Linked DNA regions of Zea mays: region 2 is linked to region 1. Evidence: chromatin contacts called from public Hi-C data. All regions are on one chromosome and are shown on one strand. Each heading gives the region's core, a stretch centred on a gene start, on an enhancer-like site or on the middle of the called end of the contact. The rest is flanking DNA. Distances are from core to core; before and after follow the strand shown.

What was found. Hi-C and Micro-C count contacts between places; a contact is called where the count stands out from the background.
Region 2: a Hi-C map of leaf shows a contact between it and region 1, with 4 times the contacts expected there. The contact joins the promoter of LOC100217133 here to the promoter of LOC100285395 in region 1. A contact is called at or near these places in 3 of 25 Hi-C or Micro-C datasets (ear, leaf and tassel).

What each region holds. Positions count from the first base shown.
Region 1 is chr10:27,797,359-27,804,245 of Zm-B73-REFERENCE-NAM-5.0, reverse strand. It overlaps LOC100285395 (tetratricopeptide-like helical), which reads left to right and starts at 4,790. Exons shown (of 2, transcript NM_001158288.1): 1 at 4,790-5,069; 2 at 5,192-6,632. The coding sequence starts at 4,818. The coding sequence ends at 6,445.
Region 2 is chr10:27,923,577-27,930,466 of Zm-B73-REFERENCE-NAM-5.0, reverse strand. LOC100217133 (purple acid phosphatase) reads right to left here and starts at 2,965. Exons shown (of 4, transcript NM_001143501.1): 1 at 2,451-2,965; 2 at 2,129-2,329; 3 at 1,936-2,047; 4 at 318-1,375. The coding sequence starts at 2,642. The coding sequence ends at 480.

The DNA.
Region 1 (6,887 bases), core at 3,541-6,040:
GTAAAGTTTCATGCATCGTAAAGAACTGAATTACAAACAATTTAACGTTACATTCAAAGATACAAACATCAAATATTATAGACTTAGTTCAGTAAATATTACATTAATATCTTAAAAAATGTTTTTACAACAGCTATTCTTCTTCCTTCAAAACTTTATCTGCAGCTTCGGTCAGCAATTTGGTAACGACTTCGTCTACGATAGCTTCAGCCATATTAATAATTTATATTGTTTTTTCTGTCTCTGGGTCGGCCAGTGAGTCGAATGGCTCTGGGGGAGGAGATAGTTCAGCTGCGGTAGAAGACATGAGTTAGTTCGAAGTCACAAAAATAAATAACAATAAAGTTAAAAGACATCAAGTAACACCTATCTGTCTTTCAAGTTCCGCAGCTTTTTCAGCTGCTTTCGCTGCTTCTCGAGTGTCATGAATATCTTTTTCGCTCTTTTTCATTATTTCATGGGCCATCCCTCGGCCGCCATTGTCCCAGATATCAGTGAAAAATTTTCCGCCTATTGAGCTTGCTTCAGCCGAGGGGTCCTTCGTATCGTTAATAGAGAAGGCAGTTTCGGCCTGGGCCAAAGTTTTAACATGTTCGCACCCCGCCTTATCCAAAATAGCTGCAACTCCCCTCGCACCAGAGAACGCGCAGACGTCCCCGCGGTCGCTCAAAATTTCTTCAAAAGCTTCGGCTTCGCTGCTGATTCATTCAATTACGCCCTCAGGATCGCCTCTTATGAAGTTGTCTTCGCTCGAGTACGCGCCCACGTTGGCGAAACTAGTCTTTATCTTTTTTACGCACTCCACAGATTTTTCAAAACATCTCCCTTTTGATGCGCGAAGTTCTGCAACTATTTTTTCACAATAATTTTTCCACAATCACTAGCATCTCGTTCAGCTTCAGCAACAGCGCATTTTAATTTGGCTTCAGCCAGTTGCTTTTGAAGGTTTTCAATCTCATTCTTTTGGATTTCAGATTGAGCCTTGAAGTTAGCTTCATATCCCTTTACTTTGTCCACCAATGTAAGTAGGATTTTGTCTTTTTCCAAAGCTTCGTTTCTCAGCCTGATAACCTCTGTTCGAAGGTTGTTGAGAGCAATAGTGCAGCTCTCGTCTTCGGCATTCTTTTGCGCCCTTAAGGCGTTGCTAAGTATTAAGCCCTATACGAAAAGAATGAATGGGTTAATATAAGAACAAAAGACTAATTCAAAATTCATAAACTTCCAAATACATAATTTTTGTACCTTCAGACTGTTGTATGCAAGGCTATCCGCAAGATCGTCCTTCGTCATGGCGCAGAGGCCAGCTTCAAGCTTCGGGAACCCCATACTTCTGGCCATTTCCCGGCAGACGGATAATTCTTTGTTGTCTGGGAGGCAATACAAGAAGTCATCTTCATCTATGCCATTAAACACTAAGGCCCTTTCGGGTACTTCAGTTCTCGGGCATAGTGTTTAGCTTCAAAAATTTCTTCTTCAGGTAATCTTTTTCCCGAAGCGTGTCGAATAATATAATCAAGGACTTCGGAAGGCGCTTCGGGAGTAGGAGCGGCAGCTTTTTCAGGCAAAATCTGTTCTATAGATTCTTCTTCCGCTGCATTTTCTCCAATTTCCGAGGATTTCTCCTTGGCGGGCTCTGAAGGCCCAGCTTCCACGCTAGCCTGGCTTATTGTAGCTTCGGCTTCGGTCAGTTTTGTTTCGGTTTCAACTTGCACTTTCGAAGCCTTAGCAATTTTCCCTGGAGTAGAGCTTGAAGTTTTTATCGTCTCCAGCACATCTAGTACACTGGCCATCCTTTTTCTCTTGGGGTCGCTGCTAGACCTTTTTGTGCCTTCGGCACCGCCACTCCTACCGAAGGGCTTAGAACTTCTAATGTTTTCGTCCCTTCGATTCTTGGTTCCTCAATTTTGTCACCCTTCGGCATTGCAGCCGGCTCTTCAATCCTCTGCGTAGGAGCAGGTCCTCTTGCTTCAATAGCTGAAGAAGTTTCACCGCCAAATTCAGGTACTATGGCCGGTTCAATGTAGCGCGGTCGGTGGGTAAGGACCTTCAGCTTTTTCCTCTTCAGTCCAGGCTCGCTTGAAGCAGCTGAAGCAGCATCCTTTCCAGAAGTTGCACCCTTTCTTTTCTGACCCCGCGGCGGGTAGCGATAGTCAGGGTACACAAATCCAATAGCATCAAAAACCTTATTTAGTCTTTTCTTTTTTCGACTCCCGAAGGCCGCAGATAGTGCATTATCTTCAGACTTGGAGTATGATCCAAGTAGTTCATCACTAGTATTTTCAACACATTTCAGCCAGTCCTCATCTGGTTCGATAAACTGGTCTCCAAACCTGAAGGTATATTTCAATCGAACTAAACCACCTTCGCTAGGGTTAGTGATGCTCTCTGTTGGCATTTCCCAGCTGTCTATCAATGGCCATATCCTGTAGGATACATGTTCTTGAACTAAGTCTCTTGTCCCAATAAAAGAGCACTGTGTTGAAGGCCCTTCGGCATGCTTCGGCTGCCTCATCAATTTCTAGCTTCGGCTTTCGGAGGCCGAAGCGGGACCAGATGGGTCGCATAATGATTTCTTTAATATCTTCTCTTGCCTTCAAATCATTTTTCACGTAAAACCATTCTTCCATCCAGGCCCCGGGCCACCTCTTCCGAAACGTTGGCACTGGGTAGCTTGCGCCAGAGCGAGCAACAAAACTGTAGCACCCAAAATTGTTATGATATTGTTCCTTACCCCAAGGCTTCGTCTCATACGAAAGCTCGTGCATACTGCAAAAACATCTTGCGCTTGGCTCTAGACCTTGACTCCTCACAGCCCAGACGAAGATCCCCATTCTGATAATTGCTTCGGGAGTGATCTAGTGAAGGAAAATCTGATATATCTTTAAAACTTCAACCACAAATATGCTTAATGGGAACCGAAGTCCAGCTTCGAAGAAACTTCGGTAGATTACAACTTCGTCTTCTTCGGGAGCAGGAACGGCTCTGTCTACGTCAGCCCTCACAATAGACATATCTCGAAAATACCTTCCTCTCATATTATCAAGATGACTCTGTTTGATAGTTGATTTTCCGAAGACTGCATGACTTGGTCGCCAAGGATGATCTTCAGAGTCTTCGCCTCCACTCTCCACATCATAGCTCTCGCTATCATCAGTATCTTCAGACAAGTCTTCTAATATCTCTCTAGTTATCTTCTCTGTGTTTGTTTTTGCAATTGACTCAATAAATCCAGCAGTCTTCTCCTCAATGAGCTTCTCCTCCTCGCTCAGCTTCGTCTCAGCAGCAACTTTTTTGTCTTGAGACATCTTTTCTTCGGAAATGGCGAAAATGTGTCCTTAGAACCGAAGCTTAGAAAGTCTATGAAACTAAGCAAGTGTTGGTAAGCAAGAGCTAAAAAATTGAGCAAAACAAAGCAGGCGGCAAGTAACGTACCAAATGTGCTCGAGGTGAGTTCTTATTTATACGCCCAGTGCGCTCCAAGTTGGAGGGCCCCGTCTGTCATTGACTGCTGCTATTCTAGCAAAGGGAAGGTGTTTTTTCGGAGCTTCGGCTTAGGGCCTTCGCCTTCCGAAGGTCCTCAAAAACATGATTTAACAATGTTTCCAGAGTTGTAATACATGAACAGGTACCTTCGTACTCGGATCAGAACCACAGTGGGAGAAACACGAACAATACGAAGATTGATGCAGCGCCGAAGCTATGCGCAAGGGACCTTCGGCATGACAGCAGGAAAGGGAACCGACTCAAAGGGGAAAAGGCTATTTAGACCTCGATGAATTACCTTATAGTCATTAGCAAATGTAAAGGGCATGGATGTAATTTCACATGGGCTGTGTCCCGTGCCTATAAATAGATGAACAGTACCCCCGTACTGTTCACGCTGACTTGCATTTGCTCGTGCATCACACTTGTACTCTTACCTTTTATCAAGCCGAAGGTACATTTGATATTATTTCTATTTTTCCATGATAATAAAATAGAAATGAGCTGATAATATTACATAATTGTTCATGTTATCTCTTACATTCCATGTTATTCTCCTTTTATTATCGTATACTGCAATGATGAAGTTATGTCCTTCATTACCTTCGTCTGGAGATCATTATATTCTAAGGGAAATAATGTCTCGGAGGACGAAGGGCATTAACATTTAACATTTTTTGTGTTGCCTTGTTCTTAACTCATAGCATTTAAGAACAAGTCCCCAACATATCCTTTGAAAGACTAGAGGGTAATTAGTTCCCATATTCTAAACTTTAGTGACTTAATTTTAGTTATTTTTAATCATTAAAATACCAAATGATATGACTAAAATAGGTGTTCAAAGAATTTGAAGGAACTAAAGTTTAGGAGGTTGACTAAGGGGTATTTTGTTTCTAGGTACTGAATTTTAGTCCCTCCAATTTATTCCATTTTAGTCTCTAAATTGCTAAATATAAAATATTTTTGTTTCCGTATTTAGCAACTTAGAGACTAAAACTCTATTTTATTTTCTATATTTAGTAATCTAAAGACTAAAATAGAATTAAATGAAGAAACTAAACATTAATTCTTAAAAACCAAACACCACATCGTGTAAAGAACTTTTGTTTCTCAGCTTTGGCCTTCTGCTATATAGCACTTGAAGGCCATTCCTTTGAAAAAAAACACGACCTATGATAAAATAAGGACACTATCAAAACTAAGGCACTAGCTTAAAAAATACAACAAAAGTGAGGGCACCCGCTTAAAAAACCGTCCTCCACAGCCCGACGAATTTTTTAGGGCCTCACTCTCTCATTCGGCCGGCGAGGAAGCCTTGGCCTGCCGACCAAACCATGCTTGCGCGCCGACTCGCGGCCCCCGACGGCGGTAGGCTGTTCTCTGCGGCGTCCTCCGCCTCCGCCCGAGGCGGTCACGCGGGTGGCGACACACTAGGGAAGCGCCTGCTGAAGCTCATCTACCCGAAGCGGAGCGCGGTGGTGGTGCTGCAGCGGTGGGCGGACGAAGGCCGCACCGTGCAGAAGTACCAGCTCAACCGCGTCGTCAGGGAGCTTCGGAAGTACGGTCGCTTCAAGCACGCCCTGGAGGTACACCACCCAACCCTTGTCCACGTCTCCACCGCCGACGCTTCGGAACGCTCGCCTCCTGCTCGATGTATTGCCAACCTGGTTCCTGACGTGACCCTGCTCGTCCCGCGCTCAAAATGCAGATATGCGAGTGGATGCGGACCCAGCCGGAGATGCGGCTGCTTCCGGGGGATCACGCGGTGCACCTTGACCTCGTCGCCAAGGTCAGGGGACTCGCCAGTGCCACCAAGTTCTTCGAGGACATGCCGGAGCGCGCCAAGGGGCCGTCCACCTGCAACGCGCTGCTGCACGCGTACGTACAGAATGGCGCAAGAGAGAAGGCCGAGGCCATGCTGGCGGAGATGGCCCGTGTTGGGTACCTCACCTGTGCCCTGCCCTTCAACCACATGATGTCGCTCTACATGGCGACTGGTGAGCTCGAGCGGGTGCCAGAAATGATCAAGGAGCTAAGGAGGTACACACTCCCCGACCTCGTTACCTACAACATATGGCTGACATACTGCTCCAAAAAGGACAGCGTGAAGAGTGCCGAAAAGGTCTTTGGTCTGATGAAGGATGACTGCGTGGTTCCTGATTGGATGACCTTCAGCTTGCTCGGTAGCATTTACATCAACGCCGGACTCCATGTGGAAGGTCGGAACGCGTTGGTGGAGATGGAGAAGAGGGCCTCCAGGAAGGAGCGAGCTGCTTACTCATCGCTCCTCACCCTGTATGCAAGCTTGTCAGATAGAGGTAACTTGGACAGAGTATGGAATAAGATGAGAGGAACCTTCAGGAAGTTCAGTGACACAGAGTACAAGTGCATGCTCACTTCCCTCTTGAGGTTTGACGACATAGCAGCAGCAGAAAGCATTTTTAGTGAGTGGGAATCAACATCTGGAACACGTGATTCAAGGATCCCAAACACGATCCTTTCATATTACATCAAGAATGGCATGATAAAAAAGGCAGAGAGCTTTCTTGACCACATTGTGGAGAAAGGAGTCAAGCCCAGCTATAGCACATGGGAGGCATTCGTCTGGGGTTATCTCGGTGACAAGACGGACAAAGTCCTTGAGTGCATGAAGAAAGCCCTGTCATGCTTGGAGAAATGGGAGCCGAACCATGAGCTCGCTACCGCGATCTTTTCTCAGATCGAGAAGACAGGTGACATTGAAGCTGCAGAGAAGCTCCTGGTCATATTCCGGGATGCAGAGTATGTTACCACTGAGATGTACAACTCAGTCTTGCGCACTTATGCAGAGGCCAAGCTCATGCCTCTGATAGTTGACGAACGCATGGAGCAGGATAAGGTGGCCATGGATGTGGAAACCAAGAGATTGTTGAGGTTGACCAGCAAATATCCAATCGGTGAGGTTTCAGTATCGATGTCTTGAGGTGTGCCAACAATAGAAGGGTGTTTCAGGATGCAATGTGTACTAGCCCTTACGTTTTCATGCACTTTAGTTCTGAAGTACAATGCAATGCAAATAACAAACATTTAGTTTTGAAGTGCAATACAGATGGTTGTGATTTTTTTTGCATACTTATCTAACTTGTTGGACTGTATTGTCTCTATCTATATATGTATGAGCCTATAGCCCGGCTCTGAGGCCTTCTACTTAGCTGATATCTTAGGCTTGTGTATATATTGTAGCCCCCCAATACATATTATTTTTATACTGGCCAACATGGCATCAAAGAGCCTACACCAATCCTAATTCACCCTGGTCGTTGGCCTCCTCTAGTTGTGTAACACCATAAATCCATCAATTAAAATAATATAATAATAGTCATTTAAAACTTAGTAGAAAGTAAAGTAAAATTTTAAATCAAGTG
Region 2 (6,890 bases), core at 1,716-4,215, 130 kb before region 1:
CATGATAACATATACACTAGTTTCTTTTCTAAATCAAACCTTTTAGGGTGTGATTGGATGGATGTATAAGGAGAGATGGAAGGGGGCGGCCACAGTTTATATAGTGTTTGATTAGAGTCACGTGGAGACGAGATAAACACCGGAAGATATTTCTGGTGGCCACATAATCCCAAAAAATCAAGGGGACGATATCGCCTCTGTCTCATCCTATTTTAACCTTAAACAAACACATCCTTAGTATGCATTTGGTCAATGTTATAATTATTTGCACTGGACCATACATAATCCTGGTTGTTTCTGCGGTCGAGAGTCTGGTTGGGATGACCGGCGGGCAGTCGTAGCCATTTTTCTTATTCATTCATCAGTAATCATAAAAACGCATTGCATTACTGAATTGGAGAACATAAAGGGGGCGGGGCTAGCTCAGGAACGTGCTACGCTGATCTATCAGTAATTTGTTCCCTCTGCGGCGGTGATCGTCAGTTTGTGTCGTCGTCGGTGGGCATCCAGTACCTGTTGGTGAACCAGACGCCGTCAGCGACGACCTTGGCGCCGTCATGGTTGCGGTGCCACGAGTAGTAGGCGTGCGTCCGGTTCTTGATGTCTAGCGTGGCGTGGCCGAAGCTGGCCTCCCGGAAGGCGGAGTAGCCCGGCTGCGGGCGCGTGAAGTTGTCGGCGATGCCCTCGATGTTGCCGCCGTCGCCGATGGTGACGTAGACCGGCGCGTCGGCGCTCCGGACGGGCGTGGACTTGCCGTTGACGATGTCGTAGGCGACGTTGGACACGCGGTGGCTGCGCTCGTACGAGTGGACGTGGCCGGCGAGCACGAGGTCGACCTTGGCGTCGACGAGCCAGCGCTCGAACTGCACCCGCATCGTCTCCCCCTCCATGTAGTGGTAGTTGTTGCTGTTGTACCAGGGCGAGTGCGTGAGCACGACGAGCCACGGCGTGGTCTTCCGGTCCACGCGCGCCAGCTCCGCCTGCAGCCACGCCCACTGCGGCGTGTACTTGCCGTAGGCGGAGTAGGAGGCCAGCACGACCACGTGCGCGGAGGCGACCTTGACCGAGTACCAGAAGGGCTCCGTGCTCCCGGCGGCGCGGTACGGCGTCGGGTACCGGTGCGCGAAGGGCTTGAACGGCGTGGTCTCGCCCAGCTCCGGCGCGAAGTCCAGCTCGTGGTTGCCCGCCGTCCAGACCCACGGCTGGTACGCCACGCTGCGCTCCACGAACCGCGCCCACGTGTCCCACCGGTTGTTGTCGTGGAGCGGGTGGTTGTCGGCGTACGAGAGGTCGCCCACGTACAGCACGGCGTCGCCGCCGTTGGACTCGTAGTGCGACAGCGTGATGTTGGAGTCGAACGTCTGCCCAAGGTCGCCTGCATTATTCAGCATCAGTCAGTCAGTCAGTCATCAGAGTCCTCGGCAGCTAGGCGTCCATGAATCCCTGGTCTACACGGCGTTCTCAAGCTTTGATTAATTGCACGTTGCGGTTGACGTCCAGATGGCAACAGGCGGCCATGACACTATTATTAGTCCAGTGGTAGCAAGATCCCCTTTTCTTTCAGATAAAAATCATGGATAGGATTGAGACATTAGTATATATAATCTGCATTGGTAAATAAACTAGTACTAGTATTTATTTATGGGACATTGACCATTGGATGCGTCGACCGCAATCAGCTCGTCGATTCCAGATTAGACTATTGGAACAAGAACAACCTCGGTTTTTTTTTTGTCGACTTGAGCTGTAATTTTCTACTAGTACACTATACTTCGGTTCAAAAAAAAATCCCATTGTCATCCTTTTAGAAAATATTTACCTTTACGAGTAGATGAGATTTTTATGGCGAAGAAACAGTAAGACGTTGGAAACAATAGATGAGATTTTTATGGCGAAGAAACAGTAAGACGTTGGAAACAATGATCGGCCGCGTACCGATGAGGCCGAACTTGAAGGGCACATCAGGGCCCGGCTTGGGCGGCGTGGTGAACCAGAAGGTCCTGACCGTGTGGCCAAACCCCATGGCGTAGTAGTACTTGGTGGCGTGCTGCAGCAAGCCATCCACGGCGGCCATCAGTAAAATACACAAGAGATGGAAGAATGGCTGTGGACAAACAAACAAGTGAACCTTGAGGTTTCTGAGGGTGCAGTGGTGGATGAAGCCGGAGGTGTAGTTGAAGTAGTCGTAGCGCGTGTGGGCGCCGTCGGCGCGGCGCTCCATCCTCGCCGGGTCCTCGCCGTACGCGACGGTGCTGTTGCCCGGCTCGCTGGCCGTCACCCACGACACGATCATGGCCGTGCCCTCCTGGTCGCCCAGCGTGATGTGCACCTGCGCATGCCCAACCCATCCATCCATCCATCCATCGGTTGCTGAGAAAAAAAAAAGGAGAAAAAAGAGGCATGCGACGCGAGTGGCCAGGAGCGACGGCGGCGGGGAGGGAATCTGGTACCTGCTGCGGCGCATTGTACCCCGGCGGGACGCGGAACACGTCGGCGTCCAGCGGCATCTCCACCGTCGCCTCCAGCTTCCGCCTGTACGAGCTCGTCGTGCCGGCGTCCGCGCCGCCGCCGCCGCCCAGGAGCACGAGGGCCAGGAACAGGAGGACGCCCACGCGGCGGCGGAGAGGCAGAGGCCCCATCATTGATACGCTCGCCTTGGCTCTACTACTCTGCTTCCTCTGCCCCTGTTTTCTCTGGCCACCCCCTTCTCCTCCCTCAACAGAACTCGCCACCGCCCACGGCCGGAGATATATATACACACAGTCACACAGAAGATGCAACAACTCCCCCTAATAACGAGCTCTAGGTTTGGGTTTGGGCTAGCAACTGTTTCCTCCTTGTGCTTCAACTGATCCAGTCGGTCTAGTTAAAAAAAACCGAAATTTGCGGGGAATATCCCATGGATTGTGCTTTGGCGTACGGTACGGGGCCGCGAATCCCTGTACAAACACCATCAACCGTAGTTGACACCGATTATTAGAATGATGAAGCTGCTGCTCCTATATATTTAGCCGCACGCACGCACGCCTCGTGCATTTGAATAAAGCAAGGGCCGGCCGGGGAGGGAGTTGCAAGCGGCTGACTTTGAAGCCAGTTTTGGAGCATCTGTCTTGATCATGCATGGGCAAGGGACTGAAGATGGAGGCGGGTCGAATAATGCGTCTCCGGCCGTGTGAACGAGAATGAATGCCCGCACAATTTGACCTGTACCCTATCTTCCCTCCGCGGTCTGGATCGGATAGCGATGGCGATGGCGAATAACGATGCTCATTGCACGACCATGACTTAAAGAGAGAGCATATATCGTTATCAGTAGAGCGCGCTTTATTTGAGGTGACAATCTTAATGCCATGATCAATCATTTTTTTGTTGCTATTCTCTAAAAGCATCTTCAACAATGTTTCAAAATAGTATCTTAAATTTTAAATATAGAGCTCTACACATGGAAAAAAAACTATTCAAATAGTATCTCATTTTATAAGTTTTTGTCAAAAAACTTATAACGCAACCTCTCAAGTGCCTTAAATATACTATATCAAGGGAACTGTCTTATAATATTGAATTATGATTTTATTGTTGAATCAAAATATTTTGTTGGTGCCCTAAATCATATAAAATATATTTATTTTAAAGTTATAGGATATTTTTATAGGACACATTGTTAGAGATGCTTTAACAAACATAGGTTACGACATGACATATAATTTGAAAAGCATTGCATGCACGTGCCAATAATAGTAGGAGCAAGTTAATATAGAGAGTTTAGAAAAGGTTAACATAGAGGATTGCGAAGACTCAATTTCAGATGAGAAAGCTCATAACAGCAGATTGACAAACTCCATCCCCTTTTCTTACGTGGGATTGAGGGATCTCTGGCATCACTCTCTTTTTTCTTTTTCCTCTCCCTTGGTCACGGTAAGAAGGTGACCGACCGCGTGGCTGCAGTGCAGCCAAAACACCATGATGGTCTCTCCTTTCCTCTCTCTCTTCTTTCCTTCCTCTCCGTCCGTCATGGCGAGAAGGCGACCGTGCGGCGGCAGTGCCATCAAAGCATATTAATGTGTCCTTCCTCTTGTGACCAAAAGAAAGCGGATTGAGAAAATTCGGTGCTAGTCCTCCTTTCTTTCATAGATTGGGAAGAATATAGAGCAGGAGGTTTGCTGAAGTAGTCTTTTTTTTTTCATTTCATCATCCTATACGACAACTTAGAAAAAGGTTTGTGTCAGTGCCCCTAGCACGGGTGCCCATGAAAAATATGCCTATACAGAAAGGACATCTTATGAGCCCCAACTTGAGTGCTTGTTTGGTTAGAGGTGTGTTGAGCACAAAATTGAGGTGCGGACAGTCCGGCCCTGAGGTCGGACGATCCGCGGTCCGGATGGTCCGCGGCTGTGGGCCGGACGATCTGCGCACGCGCAGAGTAGATTAGGGTTCCGAGTTTTGTGCTATGTTTGTTAGCTATATTCGCGGAATTAGCTCGGAATCCGGTCGTGTAAAGGGTCCAGCCCCCCTCCTCTATAAAAAGAGAGGCCTACGACCGATTTGTAACAATCAATCGAATCAATACAACTTCTATTTCGCATTTTATTCTAGGAGTAGTTCTAGTCTAGTTTAGGTTTAGCCTCTCAATCCCCAAATCCTTCGCCTCTCTTCGACTCTACGCCGATTAGAGGAGTCTAGGTCGGCCGGCCCGAGCCTAGACAATCTCTAGGATCTCTCCTCCCCGACGGGGTCCCTCCCGGGAGCGAGATCCAGGCGCCGCCGGCAATCTTCCGTCGCCCCTGCGCACGCGCGGACCGTCCGGCCGTCAGACAGGAAACCCTAGTCCCTGCGCCAGGTCGCGGACCGTCCGGCCCTAGGCCGCGGACCGTCCGCGCCTGACCAGAGAGCACCGCCGCCGGTTCTTCTTGAGTATTTGGCGCTCCGAAAAAGTGTCAACATACTTTTTGGCGACTCCGCTGGGGACATACATATCTAAGCTCATCAAATCGGCCCTCAATGGCCGGTTCAAGGGATAGCTCTGATATTTCTCCAAGCAACATCATAGAGCCGACTTGGGAAACCTTGCCGGCTGACGAGCAGATCCAGTTCGAGGAGCACAAGGAGCGGATGATCCAGGAGGCGAAAGCAAAGTTCTTGGCCAACTTCAAAGTGGACAGGAACAACAAGGTCGTCCGACATCGGGCGACGGATCCGGCTTCGCTCCAACCCACGCCAGATATCCCCAATGTAAGTAATACCAACGATCTGCAATCTCTTAGAAATTATGTAGAAGATCAGCGTGAACAAATGCAGAACATCATAGGGGGTATGCAAAGCGATCTTAAGAGACTAGTACGTGCATTTGATAAATCTAGTATCACAAATTTTCCTTCGCACGAGGTTGAGTTAGGAGGTAACACGCGTAACACATCGGCTACAGGTTGTCACGACCAGTCACAACCCCTTTATGGGATGTCGATAGACACATACCCTGAGCAACCGCAAATCGGCAGCAAATCAGCCGATCTACACATGCCCGGACCGTCCGCACGTGAGCACGGACCGTCCGGACCAACAACAGTCGGGCCGATTTTTAATGAGTTACCTAGATATGCGCCCGAACCACCACACACGACACAGAATCTAAACTACCCAGTCGGACCGTCCGCGTACAACGACGGACGGTCCGCACATAATCACGGACGGTCCGGGCCAATGTCCAGACAGTCCGCGCATGAGTCTTTTGAGGAGGATTATTACCTGAATCCTCGCCCGTCCCAGCAACACTTCCCATCACACTATGCAATGCACCAGCCCATTAATTCAGGATCCAGAGCCCAGGAAAGCTTTCCGGCCCCACCTAGAAGGCCGGAAAGAAACGATCAAACCTATGAGCCATATAGGGCAAATGGAAATGCACCACGTAACTCAAACCAATGTGGGGAAAGACAACATGCTAATATCCAGCCAATCCCACTTTTGTTTGACCAGAGAGCCGGTGGTCTCGCACCGGCTGCCATTGATATAGTAAGGGAAGAAATAGCCGGGGCGTTCCGAGATAAGCTCGGAGTAAGCATGGTCCCTGGGGGGCAATCATATCGGAAACCTTATGACAGCCGATTTGATCACCACCCATACCCACAGGGAACCAGGATACCCGAATTCACAAAATTTTCGGGTGATCAAGGAAAGAACACACGTGAACACATAGGCCAATTTCTAGCACAATTAGGAGAGTTGGCCGACACAGAGGCGTTTCGCGTACGTTTATTTTCATTATCTTTAACAGGAACTGCGTTTGCATGGTACGCCACTTTACCTCCTAATTCCATTTCATCATGGGGGATTTAGAACAAAAATTTCATGATCATTTTTTCTCCGGTGACTATGAGTTGGATTTGGTAGACTAAGTGTCATTACGACAAGCAAAAGATGAATCAGTTAATGATTACATCCGGAGATTCCGAGATACAAGAAACCGATGCTTCCAAATTCATTTAGCAGAAAAACAGCTAGCAGGATTAGCCTTTAATGGTTTACGATATTATTTAAAAGAAAGATTAGAAGGCATCCAATTTTTTACGCTAGCACAGTTACACCAGAGAGCTTTGGCTTGCGAAAGCCGGAGCAAAGAAACTGCTAAAACAATGCATCACAACGTACATATAGTAGAATGGGACCAAAGTAGCTCGGATGACGAATCAGCGGAAGTGTATGCTGCTGAAATGGTTTGGCCAAAACAGGCCAAATCTTCGGCTTGTCCCTCCTTGCAGCCGGTTCAAAAGAAGCGGCAAGAGGAGGTTAAGTTTACGTTTAATGTCAGTAAGTGTGATAAAATATTTGACGAGTTACTCAAAAATGGCAATATTAAAATAAATCACACTGTTCCATCCGCCGACGAGCTAAAA